Linked DNA regions of Mus musculus: all the other regions are linked to region 1. Evidence: chromatin contacts called from public ChIA-PET, Hi-C, HiChIP or PLAC-seq and promoter capture Hi-C data. All regions are on one chromosome and are shown on one strand. Each heading gives the region's core, a stretch centred on a gene start, on an enhancer-like site or on the middle of the called end of the contact. The rest is flanking DNA. Distances are from core to core; before and after follow the strand shown.

Evidence for each region. Promoter capture Hi-C pulls out the DNA fragments that hold promoters and counts their contacts. Hi-C and Micro-C count contacts between places; a contact is called where the count stands out from the background. ChIA-PET counts read pairs in DNA pulled down with a chosen protein or histone mark. HiChIP or PLAC-seq counts read pairs in DNA pulled down with a chosen protein or histone mark. Capture Hi-C pulls out chosen DNA fragments and counts their contacts.
Region 2: a Hi-C map of the N1E-115 cell line shows a contact between it and region 1, with 4 times the contacts expected there. The contact joins the enhancer-like site here to the promoter of Slc38a2 in region 1. A contact is called at or near these places in 2 of 39 promoter capture datasets (cranial neural crest and hippocampal neurons), 3 of 484 Hi-C or Micro-C datasets (the G1E-ER4 cell line and the N1E-115 cell line) and 5 of 115 datasets of contacts at active chromatin or transcription factors (the NIH/3T3 cell line, astrocytes, embryonic forebrain and 2 more).
Region 3: a contact with region 1 is called in a promoter capture Hi-C map of embryonic stem cells, with 2.5 times the contacts expected there. The contact joins the enhancer-like site here to the promoter of Slc38a2 in region 1. A contact is called at or near these places in 2 of 39 promoter capture datasets (embryonic stem cells and hippocampal neurons), 2 of 484 Hi-C or Micro-C datasets (both in embryonic stem cells), 6 of 115 datasets of contacts at active chromatin or transcription factors (embryonic forebrain, embryonic stem cells and microglia) and 1 of 9 other capture datasets (pancreatic islet).
Region 4: an RNA polymerase II ChIA-PET map of memory CD8 T cells shows a contact between it and region 1, with 21 read pairs. The contact joins the enhancer-like site here to the promoter of Slc38a2 in region 1. A contact is called at or near these places in 1 of 39 promoter capture datasets (pre-B cells) and 5 of 115 datasets of contacts at active chromatin or transcription factors (CD8 T cells, effector CD8 T cells, embryonic stem cells and 2 more).
Region 5: a contact with region 1 is called in an H3K27ac HiChIP or PLAC-seq map of embryonic stem cells, with 5 times the contacts expected there. The contact joins the enhancer-like site here to the promoter of Slc38a2 in region 1. A contact is called at or near these places in 4 of 484 Hi-C or Micro-C datasets (CD4 T cells and embryonic stem cells), 6 of 115 datasets of contacts at active chromatin or transcription factors (effector CD8 T cells, embryonic stem cells, extraembryonic endoderm stem cells and 1 more) and 1 of 9 other capture datasets (liver).
Region 6: a promoter capture Hi-C map of pancreatic islet shows a contact between it and region 1. The contact joins the promoter of Amigo2 here to the promoter of Slc38a2 in region 1. A contact is called at or near these places in 15 of 39 promoter capture datasets (the 3T3-L1 cell line, 3T3-L1-derived adipocytes, the SN4741 cell line and 9 more) and 2 of 9 other capture datasets (adipose tissue and pancreatic islet).

The regions. Positions count from the first base shown.
Region 1 is chr15:96,697,461-96,701,692 of GRCm38.p6, forward strand. Slc38a2 (solute carrier family 38, member 2) reads right to left here and starts at 2,268. Exons shown (of 16, transcript NM_175121.4): 1 at 1,948-2,268; 2 at 1,155-1,357; 3 at 722-803; 4 at 462-577. The coding sequence starts at 1,270.
Region 2 is chr15:97,665,301-97,669,532 of GRCm38.p6, forward strand. No RefSeq gene overlaps it. Among named protein-coding and RNA genes, the nearest start is that of Rpap3, 38 kb to the right of the region's middle. Within about 2 kb of position 2,296, at least 56 of the 459 cell types and tissues checked have an H3K27ac peak or open chromatin away from gene starts, as enhancers often do. A contact at or near this core is called in the N1E-115 cell line, where this site is marked.
Region 3 is chr15:97,591,553-97,595,784 of GRCm38.p6, forward strand. No RefSeq gene overlaps it. Among named protein-coding and RNA genes, the nearest start is that of Gm41394, 27 kb to the right of the region's middle. Within about 2 kb of position 2,364, at least 19 of the 459 cell types and tissues checked have an H3K27ac peak or open chromatin away from gene starts, as enhancers often do. A contact at or near this core is called in embryonic stem cells, where this site is marked.
Region 4 is chr15:97,456,427-97,460,658 of GRCm38.p6, forward strand. No RefSeq gene overlaps it. Among named protein-coding and RNA genes, the nearest start is that of Gm41393, 51 kb to the left of the region's middle. Within about 2 kb of position 1,860, at least 59 of the 459 cell types and tissues checked have an H3K27ac peak or open chromatin away from gene starts, as enhancers often do. A contact at or near this core is called in CD8 T cells, effector CD8 T cells and memory CD8 T cells, where this site is marked.
Region 5 is chr15:97,367,324-97,371,555 of GRCm38.p6, forward strand. The region is part of intron 4 of Pced1b (PC-esterase domain containing 1B); the gene reads left to right. Among named protein-coding and RNA genes, the nearest start is that of Gm33325, 12 kb to the left of the region's middle. Within about 2 kb of position 2,013, at least 20 of the 459 cell types and tissues checked have an H3K27ac peak or open chromatin away from gene starts, as enhancers often do. A contact at or near this core is called in embryonic stem cells, where this site is marked.
Region 6 is chr15:97,245,308-97,249,539 of GRCm38.p6, forward strand. It overlaps Amigo2 (adhesion molecule with Ig like domain 2), which reads right to left and starts at 1,980. Exons shown (of 2, transcript NM_001164602.1): 1 at 1,666-1,980; 2 at 1-1,290. The coding sequence starts at 1,232. It overlaps Pced1b (PC-esterase domain containing 1B), which reads left to right and starts at 1,800. Exons shown (of 6, transcript NM_172293.4): 1 at 1,800-1,857.

The DNA of each region.
Region 1 (4,232 bases), core at 1,018-3,517:
TATGTATCCGGAAAGACTTTTTAAAAAGTGAATTTGCTCTTTAGCATCCAGAAAATTATGACTCACTTGCTCTTAGACAAATATGATCTGGGCTAGGTAAATACCACCACACCTTATACACCTCCAACCTTCTTTTCCTTATGTCACAGGTTCTAGGGCGAGACCGTCAACTTATAAAACCCATCTATTTTACAATTAACAATACCTTCTGGAAAGGCTGGCCTTAACCGGTCAGTTTTAAGCGCTATCCCACGTTCTGTCTAACTTGCTTGCACGAGGACGTACAATAATAGCAGTAAAACAGAGATTCGGATTTCCCATACTTTCAAGCTTAAATTATTTTTAACACCGACTACTTTGAACCGCAAGTTGCTTTTTTTTTTTTTTTTTTTTCCTGGAGCCAAGAATATGTTTATCATATTAACTGCCCTGCACGGCAGGCACCACTTACACATACTTACATAAAAAGAGCAATTCCAGTATTAGCCATGGCATAAGAAAGCCCAAGGATTCCACTGCCCACAATCGCATTGCTCAGATTAAATACTGACATTCCAAAGGAAGTAGTACCTGGATGCTACACAGAGGGAAACGATAACCAAACATATAACAATAATTAAAAGGAGAAAAACCAGCTTCGGGCAAGTCAGATTTGAAATCTAAAAGTAACACTATTCTTTGACTCCATAAAGCCAAGCACATAACAGTACTGTTAACTTACAAAGTCTGTTTCGTACTTCTTCTTCCCCAAATTTGATTCAAGTAAAAAGTTCTGGTTTTCGGGATCCACGTCGGCATAATGGCTGCAAACACATAATTTTTTTTTTTTTTAAAAAGGCCGTTGTAACCCAACTGAAAGATACGAAAACTATAGTTTACATCATGTAAAGCCCTTCAGTTCTGCTTAAGTTAATGCATGAACTAGGTGTTCTCGAAGGTAATACCATCTGTCATGCAGTAACAACCGGGTAATTTAGCAGGCTACTCTCTCCGGGGCTGTGAGCCAGGGGAGACCGAGGCTTCGGGTGAGCCTTCTGGTTCCTGGGTGTGCGCGTTAGCCTGTAACCGATGAGCAATCCCTCCAGCCCCGAGGCACCCGTGTGTGCAAGCTGGCTTTTTTTTTTTAATTTGCAAAGCACATTTCTTTTTCCCACCTTTTCAGAGCAGCCTGCTTGGTGGGGTATGAGTAGTTGAAGTCACTGTTGGAGCTGTAACTGCTGCTGTCCTCATCCGGGGAGATGTTGAACCTTCCCATTTCGGTCTTCTTCATGCTGCTCGGGAGGGACGGACGGTGTGCGGCTCGCTCGCGGCGCGGGCTTCCTTTTGTCCTTGGCGGCGCACTGGCCCTCGAGGCTGCCTGCGAAGGTAGAAGGCGGCGCGTCAGGACTGCGGCGCGCGCCCGCCCGCCCCCCCCCCGTACCACGTGACGCCGCCGAGCGGCGCAGCGCGGCTGATTCATCCCCCGCCAGGCGAGTGGAAAAGTACCAGGCGAGCGAGGGGCGGGGGCGCGGCGAGGGGCGGAAAAGTACCGACGGCGGGGCCGCGAGAACAAAGATGCGCCCGCCGAGGCGCCCCTCCAGCCGCCCCGGCGCTGAGCCCGGTCCCCCTGCCCCAGCCGGGGCTTGTTTACAGGGCGCACGCCGAGCCTAGCCTCCGGCAAGCCGGGGACTGCCCCGGGTACCCGGTCACCCGCCCCTCCTCTACCCCGGGAGGAACTGATGCAATACCGAGGGGCGATTGATTGTCAAGCCCTCGCGCGGTTCGCCTTGCCCCACGCCCGGACCGGACGATTATTTTCGAGGCACAAGACCCGATTGCAAGCAGCCGAGCGGCCCGTGCGCGATTCCCCCTTCCCCCTAACGGGAGGCTGTGGCCGGGTGGCCGCAAGCCCCCGCTCCCGCCGCCGGCGCCGCCCGCGTCCCCGCCGCCGCCCCTCCCCCGCCTCACCTCGGTGCTCTCCCTGCGAGCTGGCCCACCTCACGGCAGCGTCTCCCGTGGGCTGTCTCGGTCACACACCAGAATTGTAAAACGAGGGAAAAAATGTAACAGTGACGGAGTCCTTTTCTTTTATTTTTTTTAATAAAAAATTTTTAAAATTTCCCCGTAATCCAACAACAGGCAGAAGAGGTGGATTTTTTTTTCCTCTTTAATTATTAAAGAAAAATGAAAAAAAAGAGCGGGGAATGGCGATCACGATCCTCCGGCGGAGATTGAGGGGTAGCGGCGCGGGCGACGGCGTGGCGCGGTGTGGAGCAGCTTCCCGAGCGCGAGTTATAGCGGCGGGGCGCCGCGTCAGTGGGCGGGGCGCGGGCGTTCGCCTTTGTGTATCAACAGCACCTGGGCTCCGCCTCCCTCCCGGTTGCCCCGCACCCCGAATCGGGGGGCCAGCCGCACCCCGCTTCCCCGCGGCTCGGGGCACTGCAGCCCCGTGGGTGGCCGCCACCCGCGGCTGCTGTAATTACGGAGCCGGATCCCTTAGATTCCCTCCCAGCCCGGTCTCCAACGCTGCGTTTCGGGGACGCAGCCGGCGAGTGTGCAGTACCCTACCCTCCCAGCCCCCCCCCCCATAACCATTCCCAGCCCGTGACTTAAGATTTGATTTACGTGAAGGGTTTTTTTTTTTTTTTTTCTCCCGCAGAACTTGGGCGGGCGCTGCCACGCTGCCCAGAGGGCCGGTTTGTGTTCTCGATCTTTCCACCTAGATGTGCTTTCACTCTCCAGTGCTAGCCTGGTGGTGAATGAGAGGCGGCTCGCAGTTGCGTGTCGGCATAGACTTTTGGGTTGCACGTGCCACAGCGTACTAGGGAGGGTTTGCGTTTGACCAGCAAGCCAGACACACCTTTAATAAAAGAACCTCGGGCTGGGTTCTTCCGAGGCCGCCCAGGGGCGCCCTGTTCCCTCTTGGTGGACACTTTCCCTCCTGCTACCACCCCACCCCTGGTGCTAGCGTCTCCCCGGGCTTCCAGCGAGAGCGCCCTCGTTGGAATGTAGGCCTGGAGCTTTCTCTACAGCCCAGATCCCTCGGTGGTGCTTTTGGTCTTGCAGAGCCGGGCGGCTCAGGGGGACCCCTAGACGAGAATATTCGGTGCTGCCGGAATGGCGAGGGCCCTTCCCTTTCGGTTGAACAAAGACCCCCGAGGAGAGCGAAATGCTGGTTGAATGAAAGAATAAACAAACGAGTTTGACCTGGTGCTCTCTTCCTTTGGGGGACGTGGGAGAGATTGGGCTGGGCATAGAGGAAAGGGTTGGGTGTGATCACACTTTTTTGCCTTCAATGTTTTCCTGAGGAAATCTGCAACACTGCCTATTTCCGTGGCACGAAAGTCTTGGGGTACCTTCAGCCCGTGTCAGTGTTCATGATTGACAGGGCAGGACCCTATTTCCCCTTTACACACTGTGTTCTTCATCCTAAACCTCTGGTCCGGTCAGCCATACTTAAACAATAGCCTTAGAATGAATGCTGCACGTCCCCTCGCCCCTCTCAAGGGCGGTGGTCACTCTAGACCTAAGGAGCCAGGAACGCCTTTTTTCGGCTTGCCTATAATTAATGCTCCCCTCCTCAGTCCTACTTTTGCAGTTCTGTTTTCTAAACCATGTGGTGTCCGGACTTCATAAACCTGTGCTGTCTTGCACAGTCCTCAGATTGTTCGAATTTGTTTGTAGTCTTGTATCGACAGTCTCCCCATGGAGACCGAACTCTCCTCAGAGGGGAGGTTAGGAATCTGACATATAATCGTAGCTAAAAAAGTCTTGATTACCTTACCCCGCCCCCCTCCCAACTGCACACCCTAGTAACATCGGATAAACTCCTGTCAGGAAACGCTTGGTGGTGGACTCAGGAATCCTGGGAAATTCCTTTCTATCAGGTTTCAACTGATAAAACTCAAAAGATCTTAAACCACTTTTTCATTCTAGGTAAATCTCTTGCCCTGTTAGAGGTATTCAGGAAGTTCTGTAGGTTATTGGTTATGGCTGCAATTTGGAATACAATTAGACCTATTGTCCTTTGGACTTTTTCCATGGTTCATACTGCAGGATAGTTAAGGAGAGAGGTGGGGAGGGAGAGAAGGACTGAGGGGAAGGGAGAGGAGAGGAGAGGAGGGAGAGGGAGAGGGAGAGGGAGAGGGAGAGGGAGAGGGAGAGGGAGAGGGAGAGGGAGAGGGAGAGGGAGAGGGAGAGGGAGAGGGAGAGGGAGAGGGAGAGGGGAGAGGGAGGGAGAGGGGAGGGAGAGG
Region 2 (4,232 bases), core at 1,046-3,545, 970 kb after region 1:
GTACCATGTTGTGTTCATTAGATCCCTTTTATGAATGTATATGACCCCATTACTATAACTCACTTTTTCTAACGTTTTAATGTAGGGTAATGTCAATGGACAGTCGTGTGATGAAGTTCACAATGTACCACCTATGTACTTAAGAGTTTATGGGGTAAACCAACCAGCTTGAAACGTCACGATGGGCTTAAATGAAAAGCACAGCGCCACCTCCTGGCCAGAAGCTAACAGTGCAGCTGTTTAAAGGGCGCAGTTCTGGATTTACTCAAATCATCACCAGATCTATGAAGTGTAATTTAATTAACGAAATTAAGACTCTTTGGTTTCATAATAGCACATGTAAAGGAGAGTGTAATTAAATCCCAGTGTCTATCACTATAGTATGAAAACCTTAGTCCTGAGTTTGGGTCGTTGTCAATTAGTTTCATTGACCTGTAACAAATTCTCTGATTAACAGTTAGTGTGCTGAAAAGTTAATTCGTGATAGCTTTCTCCTGGTGCCTCGACGTGCAGTGACAAATCACGCTCTGAGAGACGATGTGGAATACATGGGTTCCACGCATGTATTGTACAGGTGGAGCTGACTTGGCCATGTCCGCTTTGAGCCTTGGGACTGAGGTGTTAGGGTTATTATCCGGGGTTTTGAGGTTGAAACGTGATAGAGTGTGTACGTAAGGGCAAAATAAAATTTCCCGTACGCACTGCCTCGAAAAAGAAAAAAGAAACAAAACAAAACCCGAAACTCGGTTGGCGCACGTCAGACCCACTTCCTGCCTTCTTTCTCTTTCAGGGCTTTGTCTTTTCAAGATTCTCCCATTGTTAAGGACGTGGAATTTCCTCGGCCTCAGCCTCCCAAGTGCTGGGATTAAAGGCTTGTGCCATCACTGCCCTCCAGCATATTAACAGCCCGACAGTCACCAGAGACATTTAGCCACTGTCCAACCGCACCACCTTCAGCGCCGTTAAAAAGGAGCCTTTTCACCGGCTCCTTCCCACCTGTATTTTCAGGATATTTCTTCCTTTTCAAAGTCCACTATGATGTTTATTTTAAACCGGGGGTTGGGGTGGAGGTATGTACTGAAATATATTGGGGGTTTGCTTCTTCAAAACACCCTCCAAGTCTCTGGAAAGACCTGATACACATCTACTTTGGGGTGGGCAGACAGCGTGCCAGCCTAGCCACGACTGGACACTGGTCGTGAGCCTCGAGCTGTGCGCCTGTCTGGGCAAGGCACCAGGAACTCAGCTTCTCTGTCTGACCTGCCTATGGCCCAAGGGCAGGGTGAGTCCCACAGCCCTCTCTGTGTGCTGGCTTTTTAGCTGTACCGCCATCATGGCTGGCACGGATGTTAGCTGTACCACCATCGTGATGGATGTACACGGATGCAGCCTCTGTGAGATGCCTCTTGTGTAAATGAGAGAACGAGCTGTTTCTGTCACAGCCCCCAATGTCCACCCCCACCCCACCCTACCCGGGACTCACTTTGTCCTTTTTCTGAATAACACATTCAAAAGTCATATCCTAATTTTTACTATTTATATCTGATACTAATCTTGTTTGTCAACTTGACTGTACCTAGAATCAGCCAAAACCCAGGCTACCGGCATTCTTGTGAGGAATTTTCTTCTTTTTTTTTTTTTAATATTTATTTATTTATTTATTTATTTATTTATTTATTTATTTATATGTAAGTACACTGTAGCTGCCTTCAGACACTCCAGAAGAGGGAGTCAGATCTCATTACAGATGGTTGTGAGCCACCATGTGGTTGCTGGGACTTGAACTCAGGATCTTAGGAAGAGCAGTCAGCGCTCTTAACTGCTGAGCCATCTCTCCAGCCCATGAGGAATTTTCTTAATCAGATTATTTGAAGCAGAAAGGCCCACCCTGAATCTGAGCTACAATTCTGGTGGCAGCCTGCATAAAGGACACAGAAGAAGGAAACTTTGCTCTCCTGGGCAAGCTCATCTATCTTGTTGCTGCTGGCATTCAATCCAACTTCTTTAGGTTCTCAACACAGACTGAAAGCCAGCAGCTCTTCAGATCCTCCAGGACTCCAATATACATATATGTATATACATGCATGTGCGTGCACATGCACACGCACACACGCGCACATGTGTGTGTGTGTGTGTATTCATTCTGACTAATGCAACACACTAAAGACTTACAAATTCAGCAGTCCATCTTACTAAGAAATTAAATTCACTTTCATGGTTGCTAACAAATGTGGACAAAATGTGCTGCTATTTTCTGAATGGCCAGCAGGTGGCAGTAATGCCAACAGAACGCCAACAGCCAGCCTGGGAAACTCTAGCTGTTGTGTCTTTGTGTTCTCAAGGTCAGCTTTTGTCACCGAGTGAAACAGAAGAAAGAACATAGACGTCTAAATCGTGGTAGCCTCTGCATGACCCCCAGGACAACCTGTTCTCCTCTTATTTTCTGAGTTTAAACATTATATGCAAAGCTCCGGGTCCAGTGACTAACACACGGTTGGAGCAATAACACGTTATGATTAAGTCCATTTGAAGTGGTGTGACCCACAAAAGAGAGCTCTACCGAGAAACAGAAATGCAAATCGTGTTCTTTCTCACTCAGTGTTCAAAACACGTTTGAGAGGAGTGGCTCTCTGAACATGATCTTATACAAGAGAATTGAACTAATACTCCTTAACAATGAGAAAAGGTCTTTAATGTTCAGGCAAGGGCTTTGTGCACGTTCAAAGGCTCTCCGTCTGGAGACCCCATTCCACGGCATTTGGATTCCTTCATTGTTCTCTTGTTTCGTGAATATCTAACTAAGCACTGCCCTGTGGAAGCCACTTTCTGCATAACCTCATAACCACACAGAGAGCAGATTCTTCCTAGTCCCCACTCGCCTTTGCTCAGGTTTGCTTTAAAAATAATAAACAATTAAGCGGCTTAGAAGCAAGCATTCTGTTCTGGGGGCTGAAAAGAAAAGATCGTGATACTGTAGACGCGGTGCTTGGGGAAGGTCCATCTGGTCACTGATACTACCATGGGCCCCGTGATTGGTGAAGGTCCCTCTGGTCATAGATGCTGTGACCCCGTGCCTGGTGAAGGTCCTATTGGTCACTAATGCTCCAATCTGGTGCCTGGTGAGGGTCCTGTTGTGTCTGGCCAGTAGATCACAACCTGGGTTCTAGCCTGGAAAGGCATTTTGGAAACCTGGAAGAGAAGAGGGGCTAGGCGGCGAGAGAAAGAAATGCAGCTTAGACAGGCATTCTGATCAAAGCTCAATTTTACTGTTCTGCACGCAGTTATGAAGCAGGGGAAGGGGGCCCAATTCCCGCCAAATAATCTCGGGGTCCAGTAGCAAAGCGGCAGGTTCCAGCGGTGGGCGTGGCAGAAAGATTGAGCAGGAAGCTCCACCCCCGAGCAAGCAGGTTTCAGGCTGGGGGAGGGGAGACTACAGGGTCCCTCTCCTCTGGTCCCAGATGCTGTGACCCCATGCCTGATGCAGGTCCCTCTGACTGCAGGCAACCATCTTGCTGCATTCCCGCAGTGTAGAGGGAGAGGGTAAGCTCAAGAGAGGAAGAGGAAGCCCTCTCCTCTCCTCTCCTCTCCTCCCCTCCCCTCCCCTCCCCCTGCCCTCCCCTCCCCTCCCCTCCCCTCCCCTCCCCTCTCCCCTCCTCTCCCCTCCTCTCCTCTCCCCTCCTCTCCTCTCCCCTCCTCTCCTCTCCTCTCCTCTCCCCTCCTCCCCTCCACTCTCCTCTCTCCTCTCCCCTCCCCTCCTCTCCCCTCTCCTCTCCTCTCCCCTCCCCTCCCCTCCTCCCCTCTCCCCTCCTCTCCTCTCCTCTCCTCTCCTCTTCCCTCCTCTCCCCTCCTCCCCTCTCCTCTCCTCTCCTCTCCTCTCCTCTCCTCTCTCCTCTCCTCTCCTCTCCCCTCCTCTCCCCTCCCCTCTTCTCCCCTCTCCTCCTCTCCCCTCCCCTCCCCTCCCCTCCCCTCCCCTCTCCTCTCCTCTCCTCTCCTCTTCTCCTGTCCTAAGAGCACTAGTCTCATCAATCTAGCCTTGTGACAGATCATCCATCTCCCAGAGGCTCCATCTCCAAATGCTACACACTGAGGCTCTGGGGTTTTAATGTACAGATCTGAGGTGGATATAAGCATTCAATCCATGCACTTAAAGCCTCTACATTTAAAGACCAGGCCTGATTTTGAAAAAAAAAAAAAAAGGCCGTAAGGCACCAGCTCCAGGAACAAACTGTAAG
Region 3 (4,232 bases), core at 1,114-3,613, 890 kb after region 1:
TCATGTATGGCACTGCAGTAGCCCTGAGATACGAGTCAGTCTCAGATATGCACTTCCTACTAAGCCTAGCTGTTTATCTTTAAGAATAGGAAGCCTAAAGTCAGACGTTTCTACTCAGGAGGGCTAGCTGAACTCCATTACAATGCACACGCATACATGACACCATGAGCCTCCCCTTATTATTCTGTCCAGCTTAGCTCTTGCTCTATGTCTGTGCTCTCCTGAACACCGAGGGGCTGAGATGTTGTCCAGGAGATAACCTCCTCTACCATAGGCCAGAAAGAAAGTCTTCTTGGCTTTCTCTGTCGAGCTTGGTCCTGTTATGAAGTCCTCAATTCTATGGGGGAAAGGACACAGTTAGTAACATTGTTGCGTTCTGTTTTCTTACAAGAGTAAGAAACAAGAGGGTTGGAACCTTCAGTACTTTTCCTGTGATAATTCACTCCACACGCTTAGAGGTTAAAAAGCAAAAAAAAAACGAAAAAAAAAAAAAAAACAACAAAACTCTTTAACACAGTGTCCATTGGGCTGTGGCCCAGAGAGGAGCTGGTTATGAATATAAGAGTCTAACTCATATACACCTTAGAGTTATGCATTTCCCATATGCTGTCATCTTTAAATTTCATTCAAGTCCTGGCTCCAGGTTATACTTTGAACAACTCAAGCAGAAACAGGAGACTGCAAGTCTGGCCCCTTGGAGGAGACGGGAGGTTTACAACAGCAAAGAGGATGCCAGAATTGCTTCCTTTTATTTTTCCATTATCTTTTTTTCTATCTCAGTTTCTTAGGTTCTGAGAACTGACTGACACACGTACAGTATTTATCAGCAACCCTATTTTTCCCTTTTCATGGTACAAGATGCATGAGAGCCAAAGTTAGGTTTCAAGTTTTAATTACTGTGGCTAAAAGATCCCTAAAACAAGCATGCCTCTAACTTGTAAGCCCCTGCCCAAGGAGAGAGACTTACTGAAATGCTGGAGGCTATTGTTCATGGAAGATTACCAGCCACGCGGGTTTGGTCCCCTACACAAGTTTGTTTGACCCAACTACACTGCATGTGCTTGATCACATGGAGGTAAGAAGTACCAGGCAGGAAATACGTCTGGATATATGCTTCCCCTAACCCCCATTGGGCTGGGTGAGACCGTACGAGGTTGCCTTTATAAGCCCCTGCAAAGTGTAACTCATCAGTATTTTCAGGGAAGCCCAGAATGGACCGAGCCTGAGTCCTTCATTCTGACCAGTACATAATTAAAGCTTGCTTCAAATTCAGCTCCAAACTGTAGTAGTGGTCTTATTCTCACCCAGTGGGATTAACAGGTGTCCCTTTATTCAAAACAAAGTGCAGATTAAAGGAGAACAATAAATGAAGGGGCTCGGCTCGGTCTTTTGATTTTAGGCAGTAGCTGTATGTGCACCACTGCACCACCGCATGGAAAAAGCCCGGAGGAGACATTAGCATTCTTCAGGGTAAGAATCGGCAATGCACAGATTTCCAAGGACAGGCATCGCGGTGGGAGATGTTCCTTAGATGCAAGAAGCCTTTAATCCCTGCGCAGATAGAACGGTGATCACAGCCAGGCTTTTAGGCTCTCCTTTGCTTACGTATTTTAACGTTCTTCTTTTTGAAGAGTGTTGTTACTTGGGGTCATCTTGCCCACTTGGCAGAATTTCTTGATAAGACCTTAGGGTTGAATTAATGGCCGACCAATAGTTGGAGATTGCTAACTACTAGGATGTGTCATAGGCAGTGGGTTTCAGTTACCATCTATGTAATCCAGGCATTTTGGTGTCTCCCCTCCTCTTCCTCCCGCTGTTTCTTTTCTTTTTCCTTCTTCTCCTCTCTCATCATGCATGCCCTTTCTGTCTTTCTCTCTCCCCTACCTCCTTTCCCCATGGCGACTTCCCTGACCCCAGTCCTTGGGGCCAGTGAACTTGCAGCTTCCCAATAAACCTGCCTTTAACATAATCTAATCTGGTTCGAATTGGCTCATTTCTCTGGCGACAGAAGAAGGAACCTATCAAATAAGGGTTTCTGGAGAGCCCAGTCAAACTGAGAACAAGACTTGGTGGGGGGGGGGGGGGGTAGGGGTAGGGGAGTGAGACAAAGGAAAACTGAGTCACAGAACAAATCCAGAGAGGAAACCAAGAAAATCAGCGCAGTGACACTCCTGACCTTAGCTAACCCAGTCTTATTTCTAGAGGTTGGGACTGTTGCTAGTCTAAAGTAGAGCTCAAGTGGTGGCTCTAAAGCCTCAATCTCTTCCTTTTCACATTTAACAGCCAGCCCTGCAACCAGTTCCGTTCCATCAGCGCCTCATTGTCCCTTTGTTCAAAGGAGGAAATTAAAGTCTAGAGAAGATGGGGCTAGGCCAGTGATGTGTTGTTTTTCTTCCTCTTCCATCTGGCCCTACAAGGTCATTAGAATACACTTTCAGCCCCTGCGGGGACATTTACATTTGAAGCAAAGTTAATTTATTTCCCAGCCTGGCAAAGGCCGTTTATTTTTATCTACGAACGTTCTGTACCCTCTCTTGTATTCTGACTGGCACCCCACTCCCTGTTCCCAGAAGGTCAGAAGAACCTTCTCTAGGCAGCGTGAGGAGGCTAGCCCTCAGAGAGGACAACAGCCTAAGGTTCACGCCAACACAAGCCTTGGAGCCAGGGAGGTTGGTTTCCTTTGGTACCCACACGAATAGTCCAAGCCTCCCTCCTTCAGGACGGTAGGCTGGCAGGCTCCCAAGGCCACTGGCCTCCCTGGTTCTTTCTAAAGATCTTCAGGAGGGTGGGGGTGGGGGATAGACCGATCTCTGTCTGGAGATACCCTTTGCATTTTTTTCCCTCTCATATGCAAAGCCTCTTGCTGATTCTTAGTCACCCTCTCTCCCCTGACTTCTGGGGTCCTGCCCCCAGTTGGCTGATTTTTAAAGAGCCCATAAAGGGTTTTGTTTCCCTACAAAAGAACAGTCTCTTCCTAGAACCACAGGTACACACAGCTGGTTTTTTGAAAGATCCTCTCTCCCAGCTCTGCCAAAACTGTAGACAAAGCTAGGAACTTAATACTATACCTTAGCAGACGGCAGTGTAGACCACTGCACAGCCATCCTTTTAAAGATGGGCTCTTACGCCTGGTGCATGAGATGGAAGGACAAGAGGGCCGGGCAAACATCAGTACCCTCTTTCGCACCTTTGTATCCTTTGAGTTGTAATCGAATAAAAATATCTTTAAGCATGTTATTCACCATTGGCCTTCTCTTCTCTTTGAGAAAGAGGGGCCAAGGGGTTGTGCAGTGTAGAAAAGAAAGCCCTAGCAACGGGAGGAGGGGTTACAGCTTGTAGATAGCAAGAGAACATGAGAGCCTCTGGGACAGCTATCCTGAGACATTTAGGGAGGGCCCTCTAAGTGTGATTTGGGGAGCATTGTGCTCTGCAATGGATTCCGTCCGGATGGGTCTTCTTGTATAGGGCGATATGTTCACTTCTAAACATCTCCAAACCTGAGGTTTATCCTCAGAAGTAGAGGGGGTACCATGAAGACACGCTGGCAGAACCCCTGAGATGTGTTGATAAAAAGATAAAGAGAGAAAGAATGTTTTATGGGGGTGGTTGAGATATGGGAGCAGGGGATGTCTCAGCAGGCCCATGCCAAGGCATTCCTTCCCCCTGAGGGACCAGCCACACGATGGTATAGTACAGTATAGTTTATTCAGGGCATGGGGAGGGGAGATAAGAGGGTAGTAGAGGCAGAGAAAGGCAGAGAGAGAGAGAGAAGAGGAGGGTGGCCATGGCCATGAGCACGTGGAGAGAGGGAGGAAGGGGAGGGCAAGGGCAAGAGATATAAGCAAGACGGCAAAGATGGAGGAAGAGGCAAGCAGCCTCTTTTATAGTGGGTCAGGCCTACCTGGCTGTTGCCAGGTAACAGTGGGGTGGGGTTTAGACAGAATGCTAACACCCTGAATTCAGAAAGAGACTCAACACCTAAGGCCACCTCCTTGTAGGGCAGCTGCTGTGCTGTAGTCTGCCTACCCCCTGGGACTCACACAGATGGCCCGATGGCCGGCACTGTTTACTGGAGACAAGGTCTTGAGCTCAGACTGCCCTGATAGCTGAGGATGACTTTGCATACCTAATGCCACAGCCTCTGCCTGTTGTAGTGACAAGTCTGTGCCACCATTCCCAGTTTATGCTGGCGCTTCATGAATGCTACCCATGACACGCCCAGCTGAACTGAG
Region 4 (4,232 bases), core at 610-3,109, 760 kb after region 1:
ATGAAAGGGCAAGATAAAAATTATTAAAAATGCTTTGGAGGTTTAGATTGTATAGGGGATGCTAGTAAGAGAAGATCTCTGATCTGGAAAGCCAAAATCAGATGCTATAAGAAAAATAGATCATTAATAAAACAAAAAGAGAACGCTTAAAAAATGGAAATATGTCACTGAAACAATAAGTTGACTATCAGGGTTGGCAGGTAGGTCGGCTGAAACAGTAGAACAAAAAAGGAGATAGGAGGAGGGGAGGATAAGAAAGAAAAAGTGAGTGATCCGCCAAGAGGCCTGGTGTCTTAATTATAGGAGGTGGAGAACATGGGAGCTAAAGAAACAGAAGCGAAGAAACAGAAGAGCAATTCAAGCAAACCTCCCCAATCTACACTAAAAGTTCAGCTGGGTCCCTAGCATGCCTCATACTGCCCCATGCAATCCAGAAATCACATGGCACAAAGGCATGGGAAAATCAGTAACGTAGTACAAAGAACAGCAATAAGGATGGCTTTGGACGCTTTAACAACAGCAGGAAGTAGAAGTCAATGAGAAATGATGCTCTTATAACCGACTCAAGATGGAGGAAGCAGGGTCGTTAGCAATGGGACAAGGCGACAGGACCCCCCCCAGCCCCCCGTGGAGCCATGGGACAAGGCGATAGGACCCCCCCGGGGGAGCCATTGGACAAGGTGATAGGACCACCCCAACCCCCCCCCCGGGGAGCCATGGGACAAGGCGATAGGACCCCCCCAGCCCCCCGTGGGAGCCATGGAACAAGGCAATAGGACCCCCCCCCCCCGGGGGGAGCCATGGGACAAGGTGATAGGACCACCCCAGCCTCCCCCGGGGGAGCCATGGGACAAGGCGATAGGACACCCCCAGCCCCCCGGGGAGCCATGGGACAAGGCGATAGGAACCCCCCACCCCCCGGCCGGGGAGGTAAGCAAGGACAGCTACTATGCGGGGTCAGATATGACCTGAAGGTGTCAAGCAGGTCTTCTGACTCAGGAAGACACGGCTCCACACAGAACGGACATTTACATAACATGTGAAACATACCATTCTCATCCTTTCCCCCTCAAACATGGAGAGAGCGTCTTCCCTCTATACTCTCCACCCCACGTCTCTGGTCCCTTCACAGCTAACCTCGAGACTTCTCTACATCCTCAGGTCCCCATCATTGCAGCCACTGTGTGGCATGGTACAGAAGAGAGATAGAGAGACAGGACACGTATATGGTCACAGAAAGTTCTAGTAGGCATTGTAGGGAAGCAGTAGGCACTGGGAGGGCAGCGAGCAGGGCCGGGTGCGTGGGTGCAGCTTAGGGAAAGGGTAGAAAATTCATTAGCTGAGAGTGAGGATGGGGGAGGGGATGCTATGAGTCTGAGAAGAGAGTCAGTTGTGGGAAATGAACCTTCCCAGAGAGGAGGACATGAAGGCGTGCTTTCCTTTTTCTTGACCCGATTATGCAAAAATTGGAATCAATGTTTTTTTGTTTTTTGTTTTTTTTTGTTTTAATCTTTTAAAATAGTTTGTTAATTCTCTGAGAATTAATAATTCAATGTACTTTGATCATATCCACTCTTCCTAATTCCTCCAGGTCCTCACCTCACTGCCCCCCTCCCCTCTCCTCCCCTCTCCTCCCCTCCTCTTCTCTATATCTCTCTCCTTCTCTCTCTCCCTCTCTCCATCTCTCTCTCTCTCTCCATCTCTCTCCCCATCTCTCTCCATCTTTTTCCATCCCCTCTCCCAGCCCCCAGTCCACTGAGTCCCATTTGGGCTGCCCATATACTCATGGGTATAGATCCTCCACTGGGGTGTGCTCGACAGCGAGCCATGGGTCACACCCTTAAAGAAGACTGACTCTTCCCCCACTAGAAGCCGTGAACTGTCAATAGCTTCTCAGTTAACGGTAGACGCGGGGGAGCTCCTCCCACTTCCACGGTCGAGCTGCTAGGAACCCAAAAGTACAGCGACTGTGTCCTGTCACATCATTTTCCCAGGCTTCCCTGACATCTGCCTCTTACGATCTCTCTGCTGTCTTCTGTGGTGGTCCCTTAGCCTTGGAGTAGGGATCACCATATTTGACTTTAATAGTATTGTCACTTGCAAGGCTGTTTTCAAAGCAGCTATCCCTAAGCTTGGCCAGCCTTGGCTGGGGATAAAAGCATAAGCCAATTTCTAGCTACCTCATCCCCAGTAATCCCCCCGGTAAAACCAGAGGATGCTGAGAAATCCCACAGCCAGGTGCTCATGGCCACAGCCTGTGCGGGGCTGCGGCAGGGCGGGGCGGGGCGGGGCGGGGTGGGGTGGGGTGGAGGGAGGCTTCCTGGAGATGTTCTGTAGTGGTAAAGCATGGAAACTTTCTCACTCAAGGGGCTTTTGATTTTTAAGAAACGGAAACCGGTGCAATCAAACTTAAACACAAAAAGAGAGCTGCTTCTGTGTACCCACTGCTGCTGGGGGGGCCGGGAGCAGCAGGGGAGTAAGTCATTTTCCTTCACTTGCAGCAAGTTTGTCTTTTTCAATTACACCACAAAGATGGGGGGAGGGGGTGCTGGGAGCCCACCTCAGCTGGTGGCAGAACCCAGCTACCAGCAGCCACGTCTCTGCTAGTACAGCAAACGGACCATTGTACATGAGTAGTATGAGACCACCCAATCCTGGTGCCAGAAAGGTAGCATGCACAACCATGGACCAATGGAGGAGAGGAGGGGCGGGGCGTCTCGAGAGTAGGTACGTGAACCTTGTAGGGACATCTAAACGAGAACCCATGAAGAGCCTACGACTACTCAGAGTCCAGTGGACTTTCAGCCCTATACCTTTCTTTGCCTTGAACCCCGCCCCCACGAAGTGGAAACTTAAGGGTTTTTGTTTGTTTGTTTGTTTGTTTGTTTTTTGTTTTTGGCGAGTCAGTTGTGTTAGATGGTGTTTTGCTACAGAACTCCAAGGTCAAGAGGATTGCAAGCCAAGCCCTTTTAGCCTCCTCTCTGGCTAGTTCTGGTATTATATTCCTCAATGCCCTCTGTATGACATGTGAGAGTCTCACCCTCCCCAAGCCTAGAAATTTACTTGTATACATTATTTTGTTAATATAGACATTTCCCTTAACATTGAAGTAACAACTTAGCCCCAGAACCTCTCGGTACTTGACACAGTAAAGATTTTCTTCAGCTTCCCAGTCGGGCTGACTCGAGGCAGGTGCCAGCCTGTAGTGAAGGGGCCTATGAGTATCTCTCCTTGGTTCTGTCAACTCTGCCCATGATCTCAACCATCCACGATCACGGAGAAAACTGATACCAATTTTCAAGCCTGTGACCCAAGCAGATACATCACAGCTGCTCAAAGCCCTTTGGCCGGGGTTAGGCTTAGGGCTCCACCTCAGAGGGGGCTGGACATTTGAGAAAGATATAAGAATGTCGAAGCCATCTCTTGTCCAGCAGAGCTGTCTGATCAAAGCGACCTGCACGGCACAGCCCCTTCTATGTTGAAATCAGCATGGAGGAGAAATAAAACTGTACTGAGATAATCTAGTGAGATTTGGGGGCCTAATTGTATTCCCAGTGTAGACACGGTCATCCCGATTAACACAGGAACGTGTAAGAAAACAGGAATGAATGAGAGAGACAGTGCTGCTTGTTGTCCTACCAAATTACCCTTGGCTTTCTCTGGAGGCTGACAAAGTTATCCAAAACTCACGGGGAATAAGGAAGGAGTGAGAACAGCCGGTGTAACTGCGCACGAAATCAGGAGGAGGAACCAACTTACTCACCAAGACAATCTCGAGGTTCAGAAAGTACAGAAAATGCAGATTAACATTACAGAGACGTCGTAGGAAATAAGGCTGCTTTTTAACAGAGAGCACGGATCCCAGAAACAGGCCCAGATACACCTGAGATGTAGCAAGCAAATTATCAGGGTGAAGAAAAAGTTCGAAAATGCTTCACTTCCTGTGTCCGGCCAAATTCGGCATGGATTGGTAGCTGAAATGCAAATAAAACCAGAACAAGGCTCGGGGGAAAATGTCCCCTCCCCCCTTTTTTCTCTTAATTTAGAACTGGGAAAGATTGAGAAACATCTTGGACAAGATTGGCACCCTTAGTCATATAAAAATTATGGGGAGGAAGCGGTGCAGCTGGAGCTCGGAGAACAGCCAATAGGAGCCAAGCCTAGCCGGGTCTCTTCTTCCCTGCTCTGGCTTCAAAAGATGAAATTAAGGGCATCAGCCTTATCCCGGTGAA
Region 5 (4,232 bases), core at 763-3,262, 670 kb after region 1:
CTAAAAATGCAGGCCTGAAACTCACTATGTAGACCAGGCTGGCCTCAGTCTCTCAGCAACCCTTGTGCCTCTGCTTCCCCAATGCTGAGCTAATACACAGCTGACTTACTCATATATACTTAAAGGCACAGATCACAAGTTCTTAGAAGAGAAATAACCAAAACCATGCAGGCCATTATATCCATACAAGCAAAGAAGAAGAAAAAAAAAAGGCATGCTTTTTTTTGATTTGCTAAATTCGGCCTTTACTTAAACATAGCCTAGCATAAGTGTGAAAGCAAGCACCCGTTGACTGAGGTAAATGCAGCTTTATGTAAATATTGAATGGGCTGATTTCTGGCCCACTCAGAGCACTGGAATCCTAGAAGAAAAGAAAAAACAACTGCCCCTTCAAACAGAGAAGGTGGGTGAAAAAGATAAGCTGTGGCCGAAACTAATAAAGGGTTGTTGATGTTGAAGGAACACTACTGGACAGGGTACAGATGTTTGCCAAGCATGTGTGAGACTGTAAGTTTAATATCCAACACCACCAAAAAAAAAAAAAAAAAAAAGGAAGGAGGAAAACACATTATTTTTGCCATTACATTAAAAATATTTTCTACTATCTAAAAAAAAATTGGTTTTATGTGCTTGGACTCAAGTAAGCCATGGCTTTAAGTAAATTATGAATTTGTAATTATCAGTCTATGTGAATGAACACCAATAAGGCAAAGCCACAGCTGGAAGGGTGGTTCCGAAGTTAAGAGCACACACTGCTCTGGCAGAAACCTGAGTCCGGTTCCCAGAACCTATGTCATACGGCTCCTAAGCACCTGTAACTCAAGCACCACGGAGTCTGATAGCCTCCTCTGGTCCCTGCAGGTACCTGCACTCCTGTGCAAAGACCCATACCACCACACGCATGCATACGTATGAAATGACCATCTTCATCTTCAGCAGCAGCATCCTTTAAAGTCCCAGCAGAGGCAGGGGGAGGGCAGCCTAGTCTACAAATGGCAAATGGCAAGCTAGAGCCACATAGTGAGACCTTGTCTCAAAACAAACAAATGGCTGAGAATGGTGGCGGACGCCTTTAATCCCAACACTCAGGAGACAGGGGCAGGTGGATTTTTTTTTTTTTTTGGTTGGTTGGTTGGTTTTTTTTTTTTTTTTTTTTTTTTTTTTTTGTCTTATGGACATATTGTGCCAGGTTCTCATCCCAGTCTTAGCATTCCCATAGCGGGTGATTATCACCACAATTTTGCAAATGAAAGAGTAGATTCAGAGGCAGGTGGATCTCTGTGAGTTCAAGGCCAGCCTGATCTACATATGGGGGTTCCAGGTCAGTCAGGGATACATAGCAAAACATAGAATCGAGCTCCAATCTTGGTTAAATATAGCTCCTTGCCTGCGCTATGCCTTCACCCACCTTGCTGAGATAGACCAGAGAAAAAAAACGAAGAACTCAAGCCCTACAAGTTGCCTGGCAGGTACCGCCAGTTTCTTCCTCATCCAAGGACTTGGCTCTGGCAACTTTCCCCATCTTTGTATCATCTTTCCCCTGTCTACTGGGCTGTTCCATAAAGCATTCAAGCCTGTGGCTGTAACTGACTGAGACGGAGGGGGGCGGGGGAAGGGAGGGAGAGGAAGAAGGAAGAGGGGTCGAGAGAGAGAGAGAGAGAGAGAGAGAGAGAGAGAGAGAGAGAGAGAATAGAGAGAATAGAGAAATCTTTTTTGCTTTTTTTGTTTTTGTTTTTGTCTTATGGACATATTGTGCCAGGTTCTCATCCCAGTCTTAGCATTCCCCTAGCGGTGATTATCGCCACTATTTTACAAATGAAAGAGTAGGTTCTGAGGAGTTCGCTGACCTCCAAGGTCGTGGAAACAAATGTGAGTCCATTCCCTTGGCGCCAAAGCCAGAGGTCTCCGGTTCACCTATCTCACACCATAGCTTTGCTCTCCATATGCACCACCAGCACACTAAGAACCTCCGGGAGCTTGAGTTCAGAGCTCTCCACGCTGGAGGGTGGAGACCCATAGACCAGGGTGGGTCACATGACCAAGTCACGTGCTCCAAGGCCTGGCTGTAGCGCCGCAGGATAGCTTTGCCTGCCTTCTTGCTCCAGGTCACTTGACTGGCTTTACCACTGAACAGTATTGTCAACCCCAGGACCTTTGAGCCTTGGAGACCTCTGCTTAGGCAAATCCAGGATTTTTTTCACTTTGCCGTAGAAAAGAACTTCAACAACAACAAAAAGCGGGGCAGTGTTGGCGCACGCCTTTAATTCCAGCACTCAGGAGGCAGAGGCAGGCAGATCTCTGAGTTCAAGGCCAGCCTGGTCTACAGAGTGAATTCCAGGACAGCCAAGGCTATACAGAGAAACCCTGTCTCAAAAAAACAAACGAACAAAAAAGAACTTCAAGGCAAGCTGGTGTGAAGTAGAGTTGAAGTTTATTAAAAGACACTTTTTGTTTGTTTGTTTGTTTGTTTGAGACAGGGTTTCTCTCTGTCGCCCTGGCTGTCCTGGAACTCACTTTGTAGACCAGGCTGGCCTCGAACTCAGAAACTGCCTGCCTCTGCCTCCGGAGTGCTGGGATTAAAGGTGTGCACCACCACGCCCGGCCTAGAAGACAGCCAGGGCTATACAGAGAAACCCTGTCTCGAAAAAAAAAAAGATAAAGAAATACAGTTGCTAGATAAATCTACTACTTATATTTATATTAAAAAGACACATTTTTAAAACATGGATTTTTACCATAGGCGCTTTACCAACTCAGCCACGTCTCCAACACCTTTAGTGTCCACAGTGACTATGTACAAGGTCTGTGGGGCTTGGGGGGTTGCTCAAAGAGTAGAACATGCAAGGCCCAAGAGAACTTCCTTTCATAAGCAAAATTGTGAAGTATACATTATGAGTGTTATTGTTCAAATTTAGGAACGAGAGTAAAGGTTTTATATACATAACCCAAGGTAAGAGGTTATTTTAGCTGTATGGAAGTACGGTCTATTTGTCGTCTTGGACATACCTGTCTCAGGAAAACACATGTCTCCTCTGTAGGCAACTTTGGCTTTGTTGGTGATTCCCAGAGTTTCCTAACTCTGTCAGCAGGAGAACTTTTGCTTTCTATCCTGACTTGAGAATATAGAAATCTCTTCAGCTGTGGAATATCTGTATAGAATGTTTCCGACAAAGTAGCTGGTGGTGCTTCTAGAGGAGGAGAGTCTTGGAAATACATTCTCTCTCTCTCTTTCTCTCTCTCTCTCTCTCTCCCTCCCTCCCTCCCTACAGCCCCTCTCAGGTGGGAACACATTCCCCTCCCTCCCCCTTCCACTCCCCCTTCCCCTCCGGCAGGGTCTTAAGTAATTCAGTCTCACTTCAAACTCAGACATACAGTCAAGGATGACCTTAAGTTTCTGGTCGTGTCCCCCCCCCCCCCCCCCCGTCACTCTGACTGCAAGCACATTGTAACACGCACAGTCAGTTTATGTGGGGAATCGAACCTGTAGCTTTATGCACTGCAGGCAAGCCCTCTACCAAGTGAGCCACATCCCACAATCCCACAATCCTCTTGCATCCTTTCTTTCTTTTTTCTTTTCTTTTCTTTTCTTTTTTTTTTTTTTTGGTTTTTCAAGACAGGGTTTCAACTCTCTTTGCAGACCAGGCTGGCCTTCAACTCAGAGATCAGCCTGTCTCTGCCTCCCAAGTGCTGGGATTAAAGGCGGGTGCTACCACACCTGGTTTAAGCAGAATAATTTAAGAATGACAGTACTGGCTGTGTGTGCCACACCCCCCCCCCCCCTCCAACTGGCAGCAAAGATGGCTGCCGTGCAGTTTAGAGTCGGTCCTTCCCCATCAACGGCGGCAAGCCATTACGTTTTTTCAGAGTCTCGGTCTCACTATTTGCAAACTAAAGGTGACAAGAGTGTGCCTCACATCCTGAAAAGGCAACCTGAGGAAGTACATCTTAGGGGTGGGTAAGGACCAGGAGGTTCGAGAGGCTCCAGAGTATTCTCAGGAGCCAGGTCAGCAATACAGGCTGATGACTGACGTGGGTTCTAACAGACACTGGGAAGAAGGAAGAACCTAAAACGGAAGATTCCAAGCATGAACTCTTTGCATTTACTACTGCTCTTCTGCCCTCTGGTCTCCTGGTGATTACAGAAAACCTGGTGTCCTCCCAGCTGGGTCTCAGAGCTCACAGACCCGCTGGAAACATTTGCATCTCGAGCAGACCCCTTGGCGCCAAGTCAG
Region 6 (4,232 bases), core at 730-3,229, 550 kb after region 1:
AGAACTATACTGGCCACGCAGGCAGCCAGGGTGGTAAAGGCCGTGTTAAACGCCTCGTGGGCGTGGGATCTGTTTATGGTGAAATTGCTCACGTTGATCATGATATCCACCGTCTCGTTTAACAGCCGCTGCCTGTTCATTGCGATACAAGAATATACCCCGGCGTCCTCAAAGCCAGGGTTCTCTATGACCAGACTTCCGTTGTAAAACACACGAAAGTTCCCCATGTCTTTATCTGGCTCCAGCAGCCTGTTATCGGGACCGACCCAGATGAAATCAGTATTTCCATTGCCAGTCTTGCTGTCACAGTGGACGATCGCCCTCTCCCCAACCTGAGCCTCGTGGATAAAGCCAAGTGCGTGGAAGGAGCCGTTGATAACGCTGTAAGAACAGTTCAGAAAGCTCTCCTGGAGCAGCTGCAGCTGGTGGGAGTGCCTGGAGTCAGACCACAGGCGACAGGTATAGTCATTCTTAAAATCCATCACGGAGCTAAAGTGCCTACGGTACCAAAAGATCAGCAACGAGTACAGAGAACAGTCACATACAAATGGGTTCCCGTGAAGGTAGATGCCTCTCAGCTGTCTCCCCGGCACTAAGTTTATATGGTGCATCGGTATGGAAGGGATTCGATTATAGGAAACATCTAAAAATGTCAGATCAGCCAGCTTGAACCTCCCAGTATACAAATCCATAGGGAACTGTGTGAGAAAGTTCCCACTCAGATAGAGTTTCTGCAAGTGGGAAAGCCCCCCGAACGCTGCGGGGTCCAGATAGGAAATGTGGTTGTTGTACAGCAGCAGTACTTCCAGAGCCTTCAGCTCTTGGAATGTGGCACTCTTTACCGACTTCAGCCTATTGGATGATAAGTCCAGACACTTTAAATTTGGGGTTGTGGAGAAACTGCCCGTGGAGATGCTGGTGATGTTGTTGTGGCGAAGAATTAAGGTGCTCAGCTTGACAAACGACACCGGGATCCAGTCGGCATCCAACAGTCCGATTCTGTTATAGCTCAGATCCAGTCTTTTAATCAGTCTGAAAAGGTTCCCGGGCACCTTAGATAGGTTTTTGTTGGTGCAGCTGACAATGTCGGTGGCACAGATGCAAGCAGTGGGGCACATTCCTGAGGCGCTGGGGCTCACCATCACTGCGATCACCAACAGACACAGCAGCTCTCTGCAACCCGGTTTGACAGCTCTAGGCAGGGTGGGCAGTGTGTGGAACCTTAACGACATTATGGTCGCCTCTGAGTCTCTTGCCAGTCGCTTCTCATCAGCTCAGTCTCCCACCAATCTGGTAACAACATTTAAAACGGGAGAAAAGTACAAGTTAACTGCCACTAGTTAACCCGTTAGAGTTATTCCGTAATTGCTTTCATTCCAATTAACTTTTGAAATGGGTTCCATCTCCAACAGGGGTGGCTTTTTAATAAAGAACCTGTTATATGCATTTTTCCTAGATTACTCCAACTCAGTGAGATTTCCAGGTACCTTCTCTCAATGCGACAGTCTCAGCATGAGAAACTCAGGCTTTTTTGTGTGTTTTTGTTTCTAAAGGATGCATTCTGCCTTAACTCCCTCCACCGACACACACAAAAACACACAATCGCATCCCATAAACAATTGAACGGAAATACTTAGCCAGCCGTCGGTCTAGCCGACCACTCACAGCGCTGGGAAGCCGCAGCGGCTCGGAGAGGCCGCCGACGGCGGTGCGCTCGGAAGGTCCGCGCGTCCGCCTGCCGGTTTGCGCCCCGCGCGCTCGCACCTTCCCTCCAGCTCCCGGTGGGCGGCAGCCTCTCAACTTTGGCGAGTTTCGAGGCAGCGGCGCGGGCTCCCCGGCTCTCTCGCTCGGCTGCAGGTACCGCCGGAGCTCGGCCGCGCCGGGAGCGGGGTGGGCGGCGGGGGAAGCCGGCCCGCCGGTGGCGCTCGCAGGCTGCAGGGCCCGGGCTCCCGCGCCCGCCGCCCGCCTTTTATCCCGTGCGCCCGGGGTCGGGAGCGGGCGGGAGGCGGGTCCCCGCGTCCTCGCTCCTCGGGCGCCGCGGCGGGCGGAGCAGGGGAGGGGGGGCGCAGCCAATCGCAGAGGCGGCCCCGTGCGGGCTCCGCGCCGCCTCTCGGCCGGGTGGGACCGCAGCGAGGCCTGCGACTCTGCACCCCCAGGCCCCGCGCCCCTCGCCCCGCGCCCGCGGGGGAGCCGCCCAGCCCGGTAGGGAGCCGCCCAGGGTGCCGGGGTGCCGCGCGCCGGAGCCCGCGGGCGGTGGCCCGCAGGTGGCACCCCACCCCGATCTCGGAGCCTGGCTTTAGGGGCTGGGGCGAGGGGCCTGGCGGGCGCTGTGCACCGGGTGCTTGCTGGGGTCCCCGCCCGGGTTTGGAGGAGGAGGAGGAGGACAGGAGCGAGGGCCGCGGCGCGTTCCCTCGGGCACCACCGGGGCTTTGCGGGGGGAGGGGGTGCGGAGGCGCCGCGGGGACGCCCCCCGGTTCCCTGGGAAAGTTCGAGCCCTTTTCCTAACTCGGAGACGGCGGCCCGAGGCACCGGGCCCAGCTCTAGAAGCAAAGGGGCAGGAAAGAAGGCTTCCGGTTGGAATGCACAGATAAGGGCATTAGCCTTTAAAAAAAATAAACAAAAAAAACAAAAACAAAAAAAATCCAGAGTCGCGCTGGCGGCTTCAGGACTAGGATTAATTCGGTAGGGGTGGCTACGCAGAAGGACTTGTCCCCTAGAGGCCCTACAGCCACCAGGGCTCCAGTAGACTGAGCTAGCATTCTCGGAAGGCACAAGCTGAACAAGGCCATGTGAAAATGAGGGAGAGAGCTTGAAGCTGGTGGGCTTTTCGATTACAAATCCATTCTTGTTTAAAGGCTTAAACGATGGGATTTGACTGAGCCAAGTGATCCATTTGGCCGTTGTGTACGGATTAAAAGAAATAAATTACTGTCCCTAAAAAACCATGCTAGCCACAGTAGAAGGGCTTAGGGAGCCAATGAAAGGTAGACAAAATTGGGGAGACAGTGAGGGCAGAGCACATGAATACAACTTTAAAAACCAAAATGATCCCCCCCCCCCCCCACGGCATCCTTAAATTTATCGGAAAACTTCCTGAGTGAGTTTTTGGCATGGATCTGATGGACCTGTGTGTTGCGTTAATGTGGACTGGTTCCGGGAGAGCTCAGCGATTCAGGGTTTTCAAGGGAGGGCAACTTGGTTCCTGTTAGTTTCACTTTCACTAAAGATTGACTTTTAAAACCACAAGCATCCAGCCTAGTGTGCTCCAGGGGTGCATTCTTCATTTCCCCAGAGAAATAGGTTTAAGATTCCTATCAGACCACACGCACACCCCCAACCCCCGGGCTTCCCCCAAGAAAACCTCGGGTTTAAGGCTCAAAGTCACAAAGCTGAGCGGTCACCTGGAAATGGAGTCAGGTAATCAAAGGAATGTTATTTAAATGACCAGTAAGTGACTGGGTTTTGCAGTCCTAAATGGAAGGAAATTGGGAAGCTGGTTAACCCGTGCTTATCACAAAATGATCTAAAATGGGTGGTTTTTTTTTTTTTTAAGAAGTGGAGAGTGGAAGTTATGCTATACCTGCAGGCAACTCTCAGAAGTATCTTGCCATCACCCCACAGCATAAACCAGCTGTACACAAACTCGCAGGGGGCAGGTCTATATAAGACCAGCTCTCTGGACTCCCATGCATGTCAAAGGCAAGAGAGGCATGAAAGGTGTGTGTTTACTAGCCTGGAGACAAGAAAGCTGACTTCAGTAATAGCAAAAGGTATGGCCTTACTTTGCGGAAGGTAATGTTTTTTTTTCAGGTTTATTTATTTGATAACCTTTATCACCTCATGGATCTCCACCATGTTAGTCAATGTTCGGTTGCTATAACAAAATACCTAAATGGGGCGCCTTTCTCAAATGAAATTGAACCCACAATTATAGAGATTGGCTGTCCAAGGTCATACCTCTTGCTCAGTCCTGCCTCTAGAGGAGAACCCACAGGGTACTCACAGCAGGGTGGATGGTTGAAGAGTAAGTCAGGGAGCAACATAGAGGCACAGCGTGCCAGAGAGGTTCAGGACCCACATTTGTTATTTGTGTAACAACTTTAGCACCAGTGGTCCCTTGAGACCTTCATTAATCCTGTCCATGGGTGAGCCTCCATGAATCAATGGCTCGACATAGACCCCACCTCCTCGAAGCGTCACACCCTAATATGGTCACATATGGTCAGACTTCT